Regions from separate parts of the Rattus norvegicus genome. Here region 1 is linked to region 2. The links are chromatin contacts, called in public Hi-C maps. All regions are on one chromosome and are shown on one strand. Each heading gives the region's core, a stretch centred on a gene start, on an enhancer-like site or on the middle of the called end of the contact. The rest is flanking DNA. Distances are from core to core; before and after follow the strand shown.

Region 1 (5,256 bases), core at 962-3,461, 100 kb before region 2:
AGGGGTGATTGTGGGCAGTGTGATGCACATCTGGAGTCCTAGGGGTGATTGTGGGCAGTGTGATGCACATCTGGAGTCCTAGGGGTGATTGTGGGCAGTGTGATGCACATCTAGAGTCCTAGGGGTGATTGTGGGCAGTGTGATGCACATCTGGAGTCCTAGGGGTGATTGTGGGCAGTGTGATGCACATCTGGAGTCCTAGGGGTGATTGTGGGCAGTGTGATGCACATCTGGAGTCCTAGGGGTGATTGTGGGCAGTGTGATGCACATCTGGAGTCCTAGGGGTGATTGTGTGCAGTGTGATGCACATCTGGAGTCCTAGGGGTGATTGTGGGCAGTGTGGTACACATCTGGAGTCCTAGGGGTGATTGTGGGCAGTGTGATGCACATCTGGAGTCCTAGGGGTGATTGTGGGCAGTGTGATGCACATCTGGAGTCCTAGGGGTGATTGTGGGCAGTGTGGTACACATCTGGAGCCCCATTTTCTCAGGAGACTCAAAAAGGAGAATGAAATGAGCCCAGGATTCATGGCCAGCATGAGTCCAAGAGGTCTGACTTCTTAAAAGTAAAGACTGTGGAAAACAAGGAATAGGGGTGAGGGAAGAAGTCACTCTAGCTTGCCATTCATTAGATCTACTTCCTTATTATTTCTTCTCTGATGACACAGCTCAGCACTGGGACAAAACGGTCTCAACATTCAGCGATAAATGCATGCAATACTATTTAGGGAAACTCTCTGGTTTGTATCTAAAACCACATTTCTGGGTGTTGGGATTTATGCATAGTTGCTTAACACAAGTTACTTTCAGCATCTGTCCTGTGTGTGAATTGGCTTGTACAGTAGGTCCTGATAAAAATATGCTCTACACCTGTGGCTGGAGTATGAGGCGTGGAAGGGAGGGAAGACGTGGGGGTGATGTAAACTTTGGCTTTGGAGGTATTAGCAAGTTTCAGATTGCATATGTTAACAAGTCTAAACAAATGCTCCTGCTAGAAAACAACTCATCAGATGGAAGCTATTCCTTGGCTTTGTGGGTCTCGAGGGTCTGCCTGGCCTGTTAATTCATTCACCACGAGGCGCCTCCTCTTAATTCCATTACAAATCTAACAGGGTGATGATGGTACGCGAGTCTGAACTCCTTGGTAAAGATCTGTCATTAACTACAGGAACCAAGACTTGTAGGTCTCGATGCCTGTTCTCATCCACACACCCTCAGCTTAGATGTGCCAGGATAACAGTAGGGAGGGGACTGTGTGGACTTGGCTGAGTACCACTTGCCACATCTCTAACTTGTTATGTCACAATTTCCCAGAGTCTGAGATAGTAAGATGTAGGATAACCACGCCAGTTGTTTGTCAATAACAGGCTGAAGATTTCACAACAGGCTCATGATAAACTCCCTGTTTTCTTCTTGACCCAGAAAACTGATATGTGTCCGTCAAGTTTGGTTAACCCGGCACAAATTACCGTCACCGAGGAAGAGGAAACCTCAAATGAGGAACTTGCTCCCAGCAGATTGGCCTATGAACACTGATTGGTGATTGATGTGGGAGGGCCCTGTCCACCGTGGGCTGGGCCACTCTTTCGCAGGTGATCCTGGGATGTCGGAATGCAGGCTGAGAGGGCATGAGGAGCAAACCAGTACATAGTGTTCCTTCATGGCCTCTGCTTCAGTTTCTGCCCCAGCTTCTGCCTTGACTTCCTTGGATGATGATGGACTGTAAGCTGTGAACTGAAATGCATCCTTTCTTCCCCAAGTTGATTTTTTTTTTTTTTTTTGGTCATGGTGTTTTATCATAGTAACAGAAAGCAAACTGCAATACTACGGGAACCATGTTCGCTGAGTTCTGGTTTAGACCTGAATTTCCAAATACTCTTTTGAAATAGTGAAAGCAACACTACCCTGACAGAATGGTGCCCAGAAATAGATCCTTCGGTAGCAAAGACTGAATCTGACACTCTTGGATGGGAGTCAGGCTGACACAGAATCAACCAGTCAAGCATTTCTGAAGCCAAAATTCAGGATATGCACATGAAATACTTTTTATTGCATCAAAAAATGAAGAGACGAACAAGATACCCCTTTATTTTGTTCAAATGTGACGTTAACTTCTGTCTGCTCTTACTCGGTTCCGCAGTGTTGTACGTAAGCTGACAATTAGTCTCCTCAGTCACTGGTGTACTTCACTTTCCAATGGAGAGCACAGGTGCCCATGATATTAATACTTGGAAGTATATAGTGCTGTAATGTCAAGTATAGAGGTGTCACGGGGCTACTAACTTCCAGGTCTATTTCATCTTGCAAAGCCTAGAACTTCCATTTCCCATTTTCTTCTCCCCAGGGAGCTGCAATTTCTCTTTCTGTTTCTGTGATTTTGACTATTTTGGGTACCGCAAGTAAATAAGATCATGACTTAGCACGTTATCTTCAAGGCTTATTCATACTGAAACACAGATTAGAATTCTCGTCATGTTTCAAGAAGAGTCAAATTCTATGGCCTGAATAGGTTATGTGCTTTCTTTTCTTTAATATTTTGTGTGTGTGTGTGTGTGTGTGTGTGTGTGTGTGTGTGTGTGTGTGTGTGTGCATACTGGGAGGTGTGCATTCCATATGCATGGAGGTGAGAGAACAATTGTATGTAAAATAATAATCTTACTTTTATGTGGTCCCGGGGATCAAATTCAGATTGCCAGGCTTGTACCAGAGCCTTGCACTATAAGTCATTTGGCCCTAGGTGACATTTTATTTAGCCATTGATTCTTCTAAGCACATAGATTGATTCCACTGTTTGCATTGAGTAGGGGACCTCTCTCCCTCCTCTCTCTCCATAGAAATATTTTTGAGATTATATAACCACATTTCTCTCTTCCCCTTCCTCTCTCCACTTACCCGATTTCTTTCAAATTTGTGATCTATTTTTCATTGTCATTGATACCTATATGCACATGTATGTGTATGTTTATTTGTATTTGTACATGAATATATATGTGTAAGTGCATGTATCATATATTATATGTACATATGTACATACGTGTGTATGTGTGTGTATATTCCTAAATGTAACCTGCTCAGTTTACATATGTTACTTGTATGTTTTCAGGGTTGATCATTTGATTTAGGGCTGCTGTTGTATGTGCTTTTCCCTGGGGAAGACTATTTATCCCACTCTCAGCATTCCTTAGTTGCTTATAGTTCTTTATAGAGGGTTGAAGCCTTTTGGTCTTTTCCTCGCAGAGAATATTTCTTGAAATAGTGATCATAGTAGCATAGTAATTATAATAATTTTATAGATGAACTGAAACATGATCTTTTGTTATAAAGTTCATTTGAATTTTTCACAAATACTTTATTTTTTACTTTATTATCAATTAAAAATGTTTTTAAAATGGAAAGGACTTAGAAGTCATCTTAGATCTCATTGCATGACTCTGGTAATTCTTATTGGCATACATGTGAACTTGTGCAGATCATTCTGCCTCAGTCTCCTGAGAACTAGAATTACAGGCATGTACAGTCACACCCGACCACTAGTTGTGTGTATTTGGGGTATGACATGCTAATTTCTTGACTTATGTATGTAATGTACATGGATCAAATGAAGCTAATTAGTATTTTCATTACTTTATTTATTATTTATGTTTTGAACTCCAAAAATTCTATTTTCTTGTTGAATAATAAATTATTAAAAACTATATTCTCCCTACTGTGCTGTAGCCCACTGGAGCCTACGTCTCTCATGTAACTGTATTTTTAAGATTCTTGTTACTCAGTCTTCCTCTTTACCCTCTCTGGTCTCTGAGCCCATGTCTTTAGCTTTCACATATGAACAAGAATATGAATTATTGGTCTTGCCATAGCTGGTTTATTTCACTCCACTTTGTAGCAAATGGCATGATTTTATTTTTTATTGTGGGATAATATTTAATTGGGTATATTTCTAACATTTTAATATTATCAATCCATATGTTGACAAATACTTTGGACGATGTCATGGTTTGGCTCTTGAGAGTAGTGCTTGTATCACCACGGAAGCACGTGTGCCTCACTGGTGCAACGACTTTGCCTCTTTTGGGCGCACATCAGTGGTGGGTTTCCTAGGCAACATATTATTGTGTTCGTACGTGAGGCACCACACTGTTTCCAACAGTGAATGGGTTTCCTTTCCTTCTTATCCTTATCTGTTTTCTTAGTAAAGTTATTATAAACGAGACGAGACGACTGCTGTCCCATTTTGTTTTGCATTTCCTGATGGTTGCCGGTGCTGAGCATTTTGTATCTTACATATTTGCATATCCATTTTTGAGAAAATGTCTGTTTCCATTATTTGGCCATTTTAATGGGATTATTTGGGGTATTCTGCTGTTGAGATTTTTTAGTTCTTTGCATATTACTCCTTCATCTGATCAATAGTTTATAAATATTTTCCTCTTTTCTGTTGCCTAACTATTCTGCTGTCAACTACTGGTTGACTATTTTCTTTGCATTGAAGACACTTCTTAGTTTGACTTAATCCTATTTTCATAATTGCTTTAACTATAGCTTAATGACTAAAGGCTGGGTACTTTATAAAGAAAAGAGGTTTATTTAGCTCATAGTTTTGAAAGGTCGAGGATATCAGTTTGCTCCGTTCTGCGGAAAATTTCATGGTGGATGGTGTCATTAAGGTGGGAATTTGTGCAAGAAGGAGAAATCACATCACTAGACAGGAAGCCAAAGGGGAGTGTCCAGGCTTGTTGCTTTATGACAACCTTCTCACAAGGATTAGTTTACTGTCCTAAGAGGACATTGCCAATTCCTTTGAGGAATGTGCTGCCAGTGATTCAAGGGCCCCACAAAAGATCCCTCATCCCCCAACATCACCACATTAAGAACAATTTCTCAACTGCTGTAACTCCATGGGACAAATCACACCCAAACTCTAGCAAAGTCTCTTTTGTCTGGTTTTGCTTTTATTGAGCTTTTGCTCATAGGGTCTCCTCTCACTATATCTTCTACCAGTGTCCTAAATTGTTTCTCTTATATTTCATCCAGTAGTTTTGTGATGATTGCTTTAAATGACAGATTTATAAAGTAGCTTTTCCTTGTAAGTGTGACCTAAAGCCTTCCCCTGTCTTATGAAATCAGTTTAGACTGCCATTGTGCCTGATACTTGTTTTATTTAGAAATGGAAACCTAATGATAGCGGTGAGGCCGGGGTCATTATGCAGCCTTCATCTAAAACACTAGACTAGGAAACTGACAAAATGTTATAACC
Region 2 (5,285 bases), core at 580-3,079:
ATTTGGGGCTTTTTCTCCTTTGCCCTCTACTCACTGTCTTTAGGGGTGACCTTGTGTCGCACAGGATGACCCAACTTGGGAAGATTTCTACTCTGAGTCCACCACAACAAAGAGTTCACTGATTTTGATTGTGGTTTGGTTTTGTTAGTTCTTTTTTTCCCCCAAATACAGTATTATTAGGAAATGGTAGAGACACTGGTTGAGAATCACTGATAACCCACATCCTCTGTCCCTAAAATCAAGTCATGTACAGAGGGCGTCTGCTGTGCAATGTCCAGGGCATCCGCATAGGTCAAGCACCGCTTATGACCTGCTTTGCTCGGTTCTAGAAAACCCCGAAAGGAAGCCATTATCTGAAGACCCCTCTGCAGAGTCAACTTCCTTAGAACAATTCCAGAAGAATCTGTGCGGTTCTGCTAGGTTTCATCTACCTCTTAGTTTATTTGTTTATAATGCAAGTACGCATTGCTTTCTCAGGGAAACCATGTGCTTAGCAAAGGCCCACTGGACTCCCGAGGAGCTTGTAGTGAATGAAAACCAAATAAAATATAATGGGAAAAACATAGTTTCAAAGGCTGAAAGTTCTCTGTAGATTAAAAGAAGTGTTGATGGAAATGAAGGAGGTACGTGTATGTGTGTGTGTGTGTGTGTGTGTGTGTGTGTGTGTCCCTGTGTGTAGGCCTGTGAGTGGTCATGTGTATGTGTGTAGGTTCATGTGCATCATGTGTGTATGTGCGTAGGTTCATGCGCATGTGTGTACGTGTTCACCTATGTGTGTGTGTGTACACTTGTGCTGTGTGGATGGGTCTGAAGTTAAAGCATTTACACTTGTTCTCTGGCAGTAGACATTTCCAGGCCCCATGATAGGCATTACCTGTTCCAATAGAGCTTTGGCTTTTTCCTCTGCTTCCTTCAGGCAAATCTCCAAGTGTTCCAGTTGTTCCAAAGTAAGTATTGTCTGTCCACTGTCTGGTGAGTTTCCCTTTAAAACAAAAATCAAGGCGCTTTTGTTGTTTTTTGTTTGTTTGTTTGTTTTGGTAGGACCTTTTTTATAAACGACTTTATGAACTGAGGCTCAGTTTAGTTCATAGACTCATACCAATCTTCTCTTCCTACTATTAACAAAATAGAGTTTTATAGGAACAACCTAGTTGAAAAGGAAGGCAAAAGATTGGAACAAGGAATGACCTCAGAATATGGGGATAAAATGGCCCCTGTTAGAATTTGGTTAATTTGCAACTTTTGTTCTTCAAGAGGTTACGATCAAAGTTTCACATCCTGATGGGAGGTGTCACCTGTATGCTATGTGTTGAACATTCATCCTTCAGGAAGGTCATGTGAATTCAGAGACTCATGCACCCTTTGATCTTCACCTGTCTGTTCTGAGAGACACCTGAGCAAAGACAGCCGTAGTTAAGAATGACATCGCTCTTCCCACACAGCCTACCTAGAAGACTTAAGCCAGCAGAAATAAACTGCTTAAAATTACTCTAAAGTTACATTCTACAAGCTATGGGATGAATAGAGAATTGGGCCTCAATAAGTTACAGACGGGACACTGAATCTTGAGAATGCCCTAAGTATTCTTCCATTAATGTGGCAACCACAATTCACAATCAGTTTGAAAACTTACAGCAGAAAGGTTCCAATCAGAGCAAGCGTTATGATCTCCTTGGGTGTGTATTGTTTTCTTGCTGATGCTCCTGCTGGGCAGATGTTTCTGATCAACCCTACAAAGAAAATTGTGGTCCTATATACTCCAACAGGTTTGTTTTTCTCCTCTGGTTTATGAAACCACCGGTTTAGCACGTGCATTCCCTGGTAATACTAGAGTGCCATCTGGTGGTAAGAGGAACCAGCCATTTAAAACAAAACCATTCAGTTTGTCTATATGCAGAATCCTGGGCCTCCGCCACTGAAATCAATGGACCACCATAGGATAAAGGACAGAGGGAGGTTTCGAGGACACAAGAGATTTGGCTTCTAGAGCAAAGTGTGCCCTGTAGAGCTGCGTAGCTCCCTCCAAAGTTTGCCTGTAGGGGATGAATGAATATCTTAGGCCTAGAACAGTGTTGGTAAAGGCAATGTGGAGCCCAAAGTCCTCCTTACACCAGAGTGATTCAGTAATTTTAAGAGTAGAGTCACAACTTGTCAAAAAACAGAAAACACTTGTGTGATGTCGAGCCCCAACTGATACATTTTACACAAAAAGCCCTAAACTTAAATCTCAGGAAAACATCCCAGAAGAGGAGTAGAAAAATTTTAAGAGTTCGAGCACTGAGACAGTGTTTTCTAGGAACGATAGAGGAGTCGTATCAAAATCGCAACCATATGGTTGATTAAGCAAAACCTGAAAAATGACACCACCAATTGACATAGCAGAGTAGGTGAGGGATTCTTGAGAGGTTTTATTCATAGAAGAACTACAGGCAATCAATGGCTACTGTGAGGTAGGGTCTCAAGTCTTCTTCAAGGATAACCCCTGCCCCCAAAGATTCACCAATCCCAAGAGATCAGCCCTAAATACGCATGAGCAACACTGAGTGATCTCAGCAGGGTGTACTTACAAGTGTATACGTATATGTATAATAATGATACTTTAGTGGGCTCAAATGTTCTCAAAAAAGCAGCCTCGAAGGCGGTCCCTGGATATTCATACTTAGGAATAAACCCGTGCTGCAGGACATTTTTTTTTCAGAAATGGAAAATCATCAAGAGGCCAAACTATCACACAGAAGTATGTGGAGCTGGCTCCATTGCCGGGGAGAATCATCTTGCCTGGAGTTGGATATCAAGAGAAAAGTTTTAAAAATCTGTGTCAAGATCGGTTAATCCATTTCTTAGTTCTTTTCCTCCAAACACCCGAACTTCCCCAACCAAGAAGTTTAAATGTGTAAGACAGAGACGCTCTGTGATGTAAAGCGAAGCCAAAGAGACTGCTACTGAAGACTGGAAGCAAAGGGCTTTCATGAAGACAGTATGAGGGACTCATCCTACAGTCCAGGGGCAGCAAAGCCCCAGGAAACTGTAAAATGCAGGGTCTGCACCTGCGCATGCGCCCAGGCACAAGCTGTTCTCCCCTATTTTCTTAAGCATCCCAGTGGCTCCCTTCACTGACTAAGAGAAAAAGCTTATACAAAGGCAAACTTCTCAGTAAGAAGCAATTTCATTAACCAAATGAAAAAAATAAAACTTAAGAATAAATTTAGAAGTAAGCACAACATGAAGATTTGACTGGAGGGGTACCCCAAGTTCCAGAAGACCTAAGAAGGCAAAATACAGTCGGTCATTGTTCATTTTGTAGGACGGGAAGGGAAGAACTGGGATGAGTTTGACTCATGAGAATGCAGACACTGCATACTTGTGTTCCTCATAACAATGAACACTCTCGAGGGTTAAAAAATTGACAGGCATGCTCGCTTCAGCAGCACATACACTAAAAAACAATTGACGGGTAAATTATACTAATTAACAGTTTGTTGCCTGGAAACAAAAATGTGAGAATTCCATCAAAGGGTACACTTGCACACTACAGAGAGGAATGTGAATGAGTGTAGACACTGTGAAAGTCAGCATTGTGGGGTCCTCAAGAAAACAAAGCCAGAACTATCATTCCACCCACCTATACCATTCTTGGTTATTGTACCCAAAGGAGTCCAGGTCAGCATCCCTCAGAGATGCCTACACATCTATGTTTATCGCAATGATGCTCACAATAGCCAAGCTAGAGTCAGCCTCGCTGCCCACTGATGAATGGACAAAGGAAATGTGGCAAATATACACAGTGGAGTTTTATTTAGCCATAAAGAAGAACGATATGCCATAAACGGGAAAATGGATGGAACTGGAGATCATTGTGGCTTGTCATATAAGTCAGTCTCACAAAGTGCAGCATATTTTATCCTGTGCATGGAGGAAAGAAGGGAGACTTGAATATAAGGGGGACATTAGGATCTGAAAGGGAAAGGAGGACTGGAGGGAGAAGGAGGCTAACAGAGGGGATGAATGCATCAAAGTTTATTATAAGCAAGCTTGGAAATGAGTTTTTAAGAAGAATATGGTTATATGACATCACAATGCAAAGTACAAGTGATAATATTGTGTTTAAATAAGACTGATTTCTCAAAGGATAAATTCTAATAACTCAATAACTCCTATTTGTAATTTTTAACTTTAGGTCTCTTAAATGTTTCAACATAAATGTCAAGTCAATCTCTGGACATGTAGTTCAGGTGATCAAACTAAAAAACTAGTAAATAATTTTAACCATACACATATTCTTTAATTACAGTAAAAATGCCAAACTAGGTGAACTTGTATTTAGATTAATAGCTTATTTATGAAACAAGCATATACAATGTAAGCATAAACTTGTTTTTAACTGTAGAAGTTTCTCACATGAGAGTTTATAGGAAAACATATGACTTTCCCTGTTTTGTTTGTTCTCCTTAAATTCTCTAGTCTATCCCAGCTCATTCTCTGTATCCTATCGTTGGCTCTTAGTGCCTTTATTTCTGTGTCCTTAGATGACTTAACTCATCTGTGTCAGCCATTAAACTTCTTCAAACTTGGAGAGCTGGTTCAAGGTCACTAATATAATAGACTTGACTACTGCTAGTCCGGTTTGTGTGCACAGCGGTCACCTAGGACTTTACTGAGCCTGTGATTGAAGCCAAATAAATAGCTGTTGACTGATAGGGAGCTCGGCAGCTTGAAGATGGTTGTATAAAAGCGACTGTCCTCCATACTGAGTCTTGACAATGGTTTCTTTGAGCAATGCTTTCCATGTACCATGCCCATGACACGGACAGAGTTCACAGCCCTAGGAAGTCCTGTTTTCCAGGACCAAGGATGAGACTGAGGTAGCAGAGGACCTGAGGGGATAGCCATGGTTTTAGGTGGCAGTGGTGCCATTACAAAGGCCAAGCTTTAATCAAATAAAGCAGGTAAACGTGTCAACCGATTACACTCAATCAATAATAATAATTCCATTAAGCCAACTGAAAAAGAATAGTTTGGTATTATAACCTTCTAGCTGATTGAAAACAAACATCAAAAGAGAATTCTCACAGGTATAATTTGGCAACAACAAGTGGAAAGTTCAATCAGGTATAGAATTAAGCTAGCTAGTGCAGACAATACGTGCAAAAGGAAAGGTTGCTAAAAAGAAAGCAGTCATAGAGTCTACCTTTATAGGAGAGGATTTTGACACAGTTCATTTTTAGACAGTGTCTCTAAAATTCGAGACTTCTAACAGGCCAGGTACCCAGGGCCTCTCCTCAGAA

The links. A called contact is a pair of places that touch in the nucleus more often than the background predicts.
Region 1: a Hi-C map of psoas muscle shows a contact between it and region 2, with 1.8 times the contacts expected there. The contact joins two enhancer-like sites.

What each region holds. Positions count from the first base shown.
Region 1 is chr18:53,318,161-53,323,416 of GRCr8, reverse strand. LOC134483032 (a long non-coding RNA gene) reads left to right here. Exons shown (of 2, transcript XR_010059847.1): 2 at 1,422-5,085. Among named protein-coding and RNA genes, the nearest start is that of Ctxn3, 190 kb to the right of the region's middle. Within about 2 kb of position 2,211, at least 6 of the 93 cell types and tissues checked have an H3K27ac peak or open chromatin away from gene starts, as enhancers often do.
Region 2 is chr18:53,213,500-53,218,784 of GRCr8, reverse strand. No RefSeq gene overlaps it. Among named protein-coding and RNA genes, the nearest start is that of Ctxn3, 87 kb to the right of the region's middle. Within about 2 kb of position 1,829, at least 15 of the 93 cell types and tissues checked have an H3K27ac peak or open chromatin away from gene starts, as enhancers often do.